Regions from separate parts of the Zea mays genome. Here all the other regions are linked to region 1. The links are chromatin contacts, called in public Hi-C maps. All regions are on one chromosome and are shown on one strand. Each heading gives the region's core, a stretch centred on a gene start, on an enhancer-like site or on the middle of the called end of the contact. The rest is flanking DNA. Distances are from core to core; before and after follow the strand shown.

Region 1 (3,546 bases), core at 362-2,861:
AGCGACGCAGGCGGCGCTGTCCTCTTGTCAGGCCGGTCAATGGAGCGGCGAAGTGACTGCGGTCACTTCGGCTCTGTCGACTGAGGGGCGCACGTCAGGATAAGGTGTCAGGCCATCCTTGCATTAAATGCTTCTGCGATACGGTCGGTTGGTGTGGCGATCTGGCCAAGGTTGCTTCTTGGCGAAGACTGGGCCTCGGGCGAGTCGAAGGTGTGTCCGTCGCTTGAGGGGGCCCTCGGGCGAGACGTGAATCCTCCGGGGTCGGCTGCCCTTGCCCGAGGCCGGGCTCGGGCGAGGCGAGATCGTGTCCCTTGAGTGGACCGAGCCTTGACTTAATCGCACCCATCAGGCCTTTGCAGCTTTGTGCTGATGGGGGTTACCAGCTGAGATTAGAAGTATTGGGGGTACCCCTAATTATGGTCCCCGACAGTAACAGAGATAAAGAAGAAATATCCCCACAAACATTCGTGGGCATCCCTGCGTGGAAAGTTTTTCATTGTGGTGACATAGATGGTGAGCTAAAACCTGACGGGAAATTTTTCGTTGCCATCTCTAGTCGTGATGCCTTTACGTGGCTTTATTTCTGGTAAAACTCGCTTCTTCTCTCTATTTTTTCTAAAAATTGCTACACCATAAAAAACAATTTAAGCAATGTTTTGGTCCATTTGGATCTGTGAAATGATGTGTTTTTTAACCCTAAACCAATTCTATCAATTCTGCAGGTTATTTACAAGGGAACACATTGGTTCCGATTTTGGAGACTATTACAAATCACGCCAAGTTCTCTATGTATGTCGATCCTTGTAAGTGGTGGCCATTGAGATATTCACAAACTATTTGCGTTTTGATGATTTTATGCAAAATAAATTAATAATGCGCACATAGCCTAAAAATTCATGATTTTTTAAAAACGCGACATATGTACACATATAATGCTAAAAAATGTTTGGACTCAAGGAGTGGATACATGATTACGATCATGATATGTGTGGAATGATGTCTTACATGGTATCCGACAAAAAATTCGTTACCGACAATATCCGTGTCCGACTAGTTCCGTATTCGACACACATCTATTCGTATTTGTATCCGAAAACATTCGTATTCGTATTTGTATCCGAAGTTATCCGTATTCGAATTCAAATCCGAATAAAAATATAAAAACAAATATGGTTTCGATGATATCCGTCCGTATCCGATCCGATTACATCCCTAGTTGTATGCATAAAAGTGCAAAAGGCTGGAACATGTTTCGATTATCTTAAAAAACATGATAACTTATTAAGGCCTTGTTTTAGTACACCAGCTAAATTTTAACTGACTAAAGTATAGAGAGTCTCCCACCGTTCATAAATATTTAACACTATTGACTTTTAAAAAAAACATTGACCACTCGTCTTATTAAAAAACTATTAAGTTGTCATTTTTATTGATTTCATTATTTAAGGTAGTTTATGTTTGACTTAAAATTTTATATTTTTAATAAATATTTTGAATAAGATGAGTGATTAAAGTATTTTTTTTAAAAAGACGGTGTCATATATTAAACGTAGACTGATGTACGTGCTGAGAGCAACGCAAAACTCCAAATACGGTCTAAAATGTAAATGAAACTCCGATCCAACGGGCGGCAGGGCCTGCTGGTCGTTGCGGAATAGTAACGCAACTTGACTGCAATGTTTGGCTGCGCCTACAAATCCAACGCACCAACACACCGCGCGCGTCCTCATCCTCACTTCAGGTCTGCAGCCCCCAACTACCCCCAGCCTCGGAAGGAACCTTCCAGAAGCGCAAGACTCTAAAGGCCGTCGCCTTCCCATTCTTCCTCGCCGCGGGGGTCGCCTGAGGTATGATGCCTAACAAAACCTTCAAGGATTCCTGGGGCTTGTTCGCCTCACTCTGATGTTGTTGCTTCGTATAACCTGGTCTCCGAAATCCGAATACCCCGTAGCAGCTGCGGTTGGATCTCAGATCGGTGCTGCGGTCCCTCTTTTAATTTGTTTCCCCTCCGCTTCCGTTAGCGCCGACTGATCGTCGAGTCAGATCTTACACCCTATATATAGTCTCATCTAGCCGTCACTAGTGAGACTCGATTTGATTCGTTCCACTGGATTAAGCGCTTTGAGCGCGCTAGATACGTGTCATGTTAGTGCCTACTGCCTTTGTTTAGTGCTGTTGCTTGTTCTGGGATTGGGATGAATGGTCGTGTGTATATTACCTACCTTGGATTCCTTTATGCTACTCGTCGTGGACTGGTGGTGTGTGCTGTTCGTACGTAGACTGTTGTGGAAGTGTTAGCTATAGATTTTTGTGTGTGTGCTTTCTGTTGTGTTTAGCTTTGATGAAACGGATCACCACTAAGCCTTCAGTTTTACCCCTGGCCAAGAATACCTGATGAAAGAATGATATTTCAAAGGTCGTACTGGTATCACTATTCGTGCCAAGAAAAAGTGTGGCTAAATCATGCAGTTTAACTTCTAGAAGTTCAGATGTCATAGCATCATGATGTTTGGGTACCCGTGTCCTGTTATGGTTTGTGTAGGATGACTTGGACTAGCAAGGGGACCAGTCTAAATCACCTCTACCTTCATGATTAATTTTTTGAAGTTCACTTTTGAGAATCTGAGTTGTGTGTATTATTTGTACCCAATTGTGTGGTGTGATTCTCCTAGAGTTGTGTTGTTCATGTGGCAAAGTTCATGCATTTTGTTTTTTATTATCTTGAATAAGTGTACAGGTCTGTGTGGTCTCTAGTATGTGGAGAACTGGAAAGAGCCACTTGCAACATAGTGATAGTGTCTCATATTTCTTCGTGGTTCACTTTTGATGTCTTGATGTCACAAATGAAGGCATAGCTCATATCTTTTGATTAAAATATTTCATCTTCCACTTACGATGAGATTATGTAGATGCTCTATATATCTAGGGGTTAACGTCCAATATGTACTGAAATATCTCACTGCTTGCCTGTAGTTTGTGTTACTTTAACCCGTACTGAAATGCCCAGTGACTTGTGGAGTTGTTTGCAGATCACATAAACAATGGTGAAGGCTGTTGCTGTGCTTGGTAGCAGCGATGGTGTCAAGGGCACCATCTTTTTCACCCAAGAGGGAGATGGTAAGCCATTTCATATTCTGTGATATGGGGTGTTTGGTTCCACCAAACTAAAGTTTAGTCCTTATCACATCGAATGTTTGAATGATAATTATGGATATTAAATATAGTTTAATTATAAGACTAATTGCATAGATGAAGACTAAAAGATAAGATAAATTTATTAAACCTAATCAAGCATGTATTTAATACTTATAATTGATATTCAAATATTTGATGTGTCACGAACTAAACTTTAGTCAGAAAAACTTAACACTCCTATAGTATTCTATATTCAATTGAATGTTGTCTTCACCTTGTTGACTCTAGCTGCTTGGATCTATTGTTAGGCCCTACCGCTGTCACCGGAAGTGTCTCTGGCCTCAAGCCTGGCCTCCATGGGTTCCATGTACATGCACTTGGTGACACCACCAATGGATGCATGTCAACTGG
Region 2 (3,546 bases), core at 705-3,204, 250 kb after region 1:
TATTCCCTCGAGTTTTCAGTGCTCTGGTGTACAAATGACAAGTGTAAGAGGTGTCTTCCCACTAGCAAGATTTACTCGAATATGACTAGTTTATAACCACAAATTACAGAGTTAACTAAAAGGCATTGAAGCAGTGAGAAACCATAAGATGTTAAGAATTTATAAACCTGAATAGGGCCTTCTCAGCACCAAGTATTTGAAGGGTGGAAGCTGCACACTTGGCAAGGTTTGAAAGACTGCCAGCATGAGAGATTAGGCGAGCTCCAACTACTTCACCAATCAATGATGTCAGGTTGGGCGCAATATCATTCATCTTAGTCACGAGATATTCATAAAGGTTTTTGCGATACTCAGAGAGATTCATAACCCTTTGGGCAAATTGCTGGACATTGATCAAATCAACTGGTGACAGATCCTGGCCTGAAAACAAACAAGAAAAAACAAAGCATAAGAACATTTACTACAATCATGATAGTCAAACTAAAGTAACTGCATCATATCCCATTACCCATTGAAGCCTTTGCTGCTTCAACAATTTCTTTAGCCTTGTCCTCATCACCAACTATATCAGCCAAAGCTGGGATATCTTTTTCCGCCAAATCAGATTTGTTCACAATAAACTTAGCAAGCTTGGCATAAAGGTAATTGTCATTCACAATCTTGACAAGCTCAGGGAAGTGCCATGAGAACCATTCCCTGCAATGTTTTATTGAGAAAGCAATAAATAATCATAATAAGGAATATTTGCATATTCATATTATCAGAGTTTTCTATCAGAGCAGACTGTCTATAAATACGGCCTATTACGCTTATAAGAAGTTAACCATAAACAATTATATGAGAACATGAACAAGGACAGTACCTGACTCTCATGGAGAAGGAATTGATGTCCTTGTCAAGTGTATCCAGCAGAAATATTGCTTGGATCACCATGTTATCAACACGATTCACATTGAACTTCACCTTAGCCCTGCTGTAGCTATGCCCCAGGCCAAGTTGGGCCTTCTCCAAGTCAGAATCCTACAATCAACATGGACACATGGTAAAGCCAAATTAAGCACAGCAGGCGTTTAGCTTTACAACAATTTAGGCATATAAAAAGCAATGCGTAAGCTCATCAGGCAAAGCATCGCAGATTCATACAAATGTGAGACAACCAACATCGGATGATCGGGAAACCAAGTAACACACCAGGCATCCAGCTCTACAAAGAAAAAAGGCCTATGATATGCTATACGAAATACTAGCTGGCAAGGCCTCACAGTCAAATTCGCGCATCTTTGAGCCACACGGGAAACTTACAATGCACAATAGAATGGGAAAAAAAGGCGACACCTTAAGCTCGTTGATGAAACGGTCGAAGTGGAGGCGGACACCGCGGAGCAGCTCCTGGACGAACTCGTTGCTCTGACAGGGGATGCCGGTGACCTCGGAGATGTGGGAGCCGACCTTGGGCTCGACAACGCCGAGGCTGTATTTGGCCTTCTTCCCCTCCTTAGGCTTCGGCAGGTTCAGCTCCAGGAAGCTCCTCAACTCATCGGTCATGATTCCTGGCCACGGGAAAGGAAGCGCCAGAGCCCGGGTCAGAAGTCAGAACAAAATCATCTCGCAGCGAGCCTGCGTGTTTAGGTGGGGAAGGAGCCAACCTTCAGAGATAGCGTTGCACTGGTTGAGCGCGTCGACGGCAGAGGAGAAAGGATTGAAGGCAGTGAGCTTGACGGCCTTGCCGAAGCGGTCGAGGTCCAGCACGGAGGAGCGCACGGCCTCAACGCTCTGCCCGATCTCATCGATACCGTACGCATGGAATAGGCCGTAGCCGGAGGCCGACTCGAACAGCAGGTACAACGCCATCTCGCCGGCGGATGGCGGCGGAGCGCTGGCTAGGGGTTAGGGTTTTAGGATCAACAAGAGTGACGGTGTTGGCGCGCGGCAGCGGGGGCAAGATTTATGGGCTCAGGCTGGGCTCTTGTGGGCCGGCGGAGTTACCTTTTTTTCATTCACACCCTAAGATGTGGGCCAAATTTTCGCGCACCCTTAAATTGTGCGAAGCCCAGCACACAGAAGGCTCGCATGCCTCATGCATACGAGCGAGTCACGCCGCACTCGTCAGTCGTCACTAGGGATGGCAACGGGCATATTTTACCCGCGTGCCCGCGGGTAAAAACCCTATAGGGTGCGGATTTGGGTGTGAGTTTGTACCCGTGGGTACGGGTACGGGTTTGATTCTCAACCCGACGGGTTTTTTCTCGTGGGTATGAAAATGTTGTACTCGTGCCCGCAAACCCGCATACCCCCGCGCGTGTGTATATATATGTATATATGTATGTATATGTATATATATATATATGTATGTATATGTATATATATGTATGTATATATGTATGTGTATGTATGTATGTATATATATTTATATATATATGTATATGTATGTATATATATAATATGACAACTTGTGGGTATTGTGCCCGCGGGTGTACCCGCGGGTGCCATAAACCCGCGGGTAGCGGGTTTGGGTAACATACGCTACCCGTCGCGGGTAGCGGGTGCGGGTACGGGTTTAACATTAATCTCGCGGGTACGGGTTTGTAATCTCTATACCCACGGGTTTTAAATCCGTTGCCATCCCTAGTCGTCACCACACTCACCAGCGCAGACACTCACATTAGTAACTCGTAGAATTAAATTTAATTGTTCGTTTATATCGTAATATGATTTTATTACTAATTTAATCTATTATTACTCAGATTTGGTATATACTTACATTTAGTAACTGCTAATAAAATCTGACCAACTTATTAAAAGCAATACTCGTATTTAACCATTATTTGTTGATCAGCCTTACACTTTACATGAACTCACACATTTGGTGAGTTCATGCACATTATTCTCCACGATTTGTTGAGCTATGATCTTTTGTGAGCTCACTCTTGCGATATGTAAACCCCGCACAGGTGAAGAGCAGGTAGCCCAGTAGGAGGTCTACAATGAGGAGTATGAGCTAATTTAGGTGGCATCTCCCAGCCAACTTATGGCGCCAAAGAATAATTATTAGTTTGCTTTATTGTTATCATTTATTTTTGTAAAATTTCCGCTATGTAATAATAATAATATGTGTGACATTTATCTCTATACACTTGGTCATTATATGTGTTGTTCTTTGTTGGTGCACCTATGAGATCCACATGGTTTTAACGTTTAAATCCGGGTATAACAATTTGTGTGGTTATTTCCTATATATTAAAGCAGGATGGAAACGGCGTCTACTAGCAATCCACGTCATCACGTTTTCTAAATGTCGTTAGATTGACATCGGACGGGCATAATCGGCCTGGCTGCCTCAACAACTCCCATTGTCATGACGCTTCTGGAGTCTTCCCACCATAATGATAGAAGGTCGTAGCACAACCTTAAATGAGGTGCCGCCGTCGCCGCCGATGATGCTGAACGGACGTGCCGCGTCCCCATCCAGAACCATCCCTGCTCAACACCTTCTCCGTTGCTCACCATGGCGTCGTAGTTGTTGCCGGACCCATTGCCACCAGATAG
Region 3 (3,546 bases), core at 774-3,273, 130 kb before region 1:
CCATCACAGCACTATTGTGAAGGCAGTCAATTTTCTGCAACACAATTAAAATGTCACGAGTGCTGGTCATTCACAAAAAGTAAAAAAAAACAAGGAAATACTACTGACCAGCTTTTCTTTTATAGCATTTCCAAGCTTAGAATCAGCTACTGCTAATGTTTCACCCTCACAATGTTTCTGCAAGAACTTGCGCAGACCCTTGCTAGGCTTGCTATCAATAATCAGGGTTGCCGCGGATAGGGCATCAGATGTGTTCTCAAACTTGTTGAAAGCCTTCAGCTCGACCACCTACAGGGAAGTTCTCTGTTATCAGTCAGAACAGAAAACTAGTAAAGGTACAGAAGCGGAGAATAGGACGACTCATCAAGTTTTCTTCTTATTTCTTATTTTGCATTTGAACGAAAACAGTAACTTTGTTACGATACACGGTATGCATGATTTCCAAGTGGCTTCATCCATATGTGCAGCACAAATCTGTTGGCATTTGGTAGCTTGATGCTTGAAATGTGAAATGTTTGAAATAGCTTACGGAAAACACATTCTAAAACATAGCCATCTAAGCTACCCTAAGCTAAGTAGAAGTACATATCTAGTGGCTACGTCCACAGTGTTCCACTGAAATAAAAGAGTTAGTGAGACACTTAAGTCGGTGCCATCTGTTCAAAACGACAAACACATAATGTCATAATGTGGCTGATCCTATACAGACCTTTCTCGCTGAGTCCGACGTCGTGAACTCCTTCCATAGATCCTGCCAACAAGAACACAAAGGCATAGCACATTAGCACTGATGGTTCAATACAAAAGCATGGAGCAGAGCAAATTTAAGGAACCCAATCAATAACAGACTTTAGAAATTGCAGCGGGGGTCACTCACCTCGACCTTGTCGAGCTTCCCCTCGTCGAGCACCTTGAATAGGGCGAACCCCGCGGGGGTCTCGAAGAGCACCAACATCTCCGCACACGACCAGTCCCCGATTAACTCAGCTGAAACAACAGATACACACGCTCTTAACATGCATCGAGCGAAGGATCACGGAACCAAATTAGACATAGCAACGCGTGCGCCAACAGAATCGAGCTGTTGAGACGGTAAAATCCCTCGAACCTGGGGAAGATTCGTCGGTGGACAGCGCGAAGCGATGAGGGGGTTTCGCCTGCGGCGGCCGCGAGACGAGAGGGAGCTGGGGAAAAGGTAGCCGCCGCAAGGGTTTTAGCTCTTCTAGGGCTTGGGGCTGGACTAATATATCGGAGAGCACAAAGGTACTCGGTGGCCCATCTGGCCGTTGGCTGAACGGGACCGTGCTAATGGACCGTTGGATGGTTTGTCTTGGGTTTTAGGTTACCGGGAGGACCCTTGCTCGACTGACAGGGAGGGCGTGTTTGGTTTGGTAAGTGGATGTTTGCTTTTTAGTGACTATTTTTTTGTCAATTTCCGTATTTAATATTTTAGTAATTAAAATGGAATAAAATAGATAGACTAAAAATTAGTCACTAGAAACCAAATACCTCTTAAATTTATAAGATACCGCATAATTAATAAATAACTGGAGTTTTGGTTGAAACTGTCTCCCGTAGTGGAGAGTTTCATTTGACATGGTTTTATAGGTACCATACAAGAGATAATATGTCTAGGTAACACTATATACATGTTTTCATCCCCATGAAAAAATCTACCCCTTTCTTCATTAATTAGTTGCCACATCATCCAAAATGCTGACATAGCACACCATTTAATGAGTGAAACTCCTATAAAACTATCATTGAGAATGACCTTATATACCTAAGAGCATTTTTAGTAGCTGTGTAAATAACTCTCTAAATAAGAATTTAAGAAATTTCAAAAAGACTTTCTCGAACAATTATGTAAACCAAGTTACTAAATTTACAAACTCACTCAAAACCTAATTTCATCTCTATATTTACCAAGTGGTGTAGAGATGAAATTATCATGTTGTAAACCGGCTATTTAGCCAAGTGGTGTGCGTGGGGACTGGGTAAAAACATTTTCAACTTGCTTCTCAAGTTTGCTCGGTGTCGCTCGCGACTGGCTCTAGTTGTACTCAGCCAGCTATCCTTGGTGTGGGGGTTTGATCGACGGAGCCGTCACAACGGCGCCTATGGCGAAGCCTTCCGTACAGACTCATTTCGTCTTGGACGCGATGGCCGCGGAGAGGGTGAAAGTCGCGGAGAACTGGGAGCGGGCGTTGGATTCGTTGGAGAACATGAATCAGCGCCTGGGAAAGTTCGCCAAGGTCCAGCGCCAGTTGGTGGAGCAGTCGGAGGTCGCGGCGCAGGCGGCCAAGCAGGCGGCGAAGGAGCGTTCTGTTCTGTCGCGTCAAGTGGAGGAATCTGGGCAGCTGCTGGCGCGGGTACAGCTGGAATCCATGGCGGCGGAGACGGAGAAGTCCAGGAGGAGCGGATCCACCAGCCCGTCATCTAGGTCTTCACCCCCTGTTCAGGTACGGAAGGGTCCTCAGAAGGGTGTTCAGATCAATCCACTGCCTGAGATGTCATTCCCAAAGTTTGATGGTGCTAATCCGAGAGTTTGGTTGGACAAGTGTTTGGATTACTTCCATATTTTCAAGGTTTCTGAAGCTATGTGGGTACAAGTGGCGTCTCTGCACTTGGAAGGGATTGCTGCTCGCTGGTTTCACGTGCATAGACTGAAACAGAGGACGGGGTGGAATCATTTTACTCGGGATGTGTTGAACAAGTTTGGCGCAGACGAGTATCCAAAGGCGATGAGGAGATTGATGGGTCTCAGGCAGACGGGGTCACTGGACGAGTTTGTGCGGGCGTTCGAGGAAGCACGGTACATGGTATCGCTGCATAACCCAAAGTTGGGTGAGGTGCTCTTTGTCACTCAGTTTATTTGGGGTCTGGAGTATGATTTGCAAGGGGCGGTGCAATCTCAGATGCCCACCACTTTGGATCGAGCAGTACTAATTGCCAAGTTGCAGGATGAACTGAATGATCAATACAAAGGAAGGTCGACAAGGTCAGTGTTCCAGTCGAGGTCCTCGTCCACAGCAGTCAAGGCCAAGGCGATCAGTGGTACTACTGGTAAAGGGTGCATGAAGGTGCGGGGTCTTTTGAAGAACAAAGTTACGTTGCTGTTGTCAATTCATTCCGGGAGTCCTACTTGCTTTATCAACAAGAATCTGGTGGCTCGGGCTCGTTTGTCTGCTGTTTCTTGTCCTCCAGCCAGGTTCACATTGGCAAATGGCGAGTCCCTAACGTCGGATTTGTTGGTTCCTCAGCTTGCCTGGTGCGCAAATGGCCACACGTTCCACACTGATATGAGAGTGTTGGATCTGGGACCGTATGACGCCATCTTGGGTTATGACTGGCTGAAATCACATAGCCCTATGGAATGTGATTGGGCAAACAAGGTCTTGGTCTTTCATGATGCAGGGGTGGAGGTTACTTTGAAAGGGGATGATGATAATATCAAGAAGGAGGTGCAGGAGGTTTCAGCCATTTGCCACAAGTGTTGATCAGATGGTCCAATCTATCGGTGGACTCGTCGACTCGGGAAGATTA

What was found. A called contact is a pair of places that touch in the nucleus more often than the background predicts.
Region 2: a Hi-C map of ear shows a contact between it and region 1, with 2.7 times the contacts expected there. The contact joins the promoter of LOC103639131 here to the promoter of LOC103639134 in region 1. A contact is called at or near these places in 3 of 25 Hi-C or Micro-C datasets (ear, leaf and tassel).
Region 3: a contact with region 1 is called in a Hi-C map of endosperm, with 2.2 times the contacts expected there. The contact joins the promoter of LOC100272714 here to the promoter of LOC103639134 in region 1. A contact is called at or near these places in 4 of 25 Hi-C or Micro-C datasets (ear, endosperm, leaf and 1 more).

The regions. Positions count from the first base shown.
Region 1 is chr9:135,074,090-135,077,635 of Zm-B73-REFERENCE-NAM-5.0, reverse strand. It overlaps LOC103639134 (superoxide dismutase [Cu-Zn] 4AP), which reads left to right and starts at 1,611. Exons shown (of 7, transcript NM_001416254.1): 1 at 1,611-1,847; 2 at 3,030-3,117. The coding sequence starts at 3,042.
Region 2 is chr9:134,824,497-134,828,042 of Zm-B73-REFERENCE-NAM-5.0, reverse strand. It overlaps LOC103639131 (nucleolar protein 56), which reads right to left and starts at 1,954. Exons shown (of 9, transcript XM_008661927.3): 1 at 1,647-1,954; 2 at 1,336-1,550; 3 at 863-1,020; 4 at 509-696; 5 at 168-420; 6 at 1-23. The coding sequence starts at 1,851. LOC100382867 reads left to right here and starts at 3,393. Exons shown (of 5, transcript NM_001175561.1): 1 at 3,393-3,546.
Region 3 is chr9:135,205,785-135,209,330 of Zm-B73-REFERENCE-NAM-5.0, reverse strand. LOC100272714 reads left to right here and starts at 2,023. Exons shown (of 1, transcript NM_001147167.1): 1 at 2,023-3,546. The coding sequence starts at 2,121. The coding sequence ends at 3,500. It overlaps LOC103639139 (probable nucleolar protein 5-2), which reads right to left and starts at 1,184. Exons shown (of 10, transcript NM_001346697.1): 1 at 1,109-1,184; 2 at 878-1,010; 3 at 710-751; 4 at 109-288; 5 at 1-34. The coding sequence starts at 955.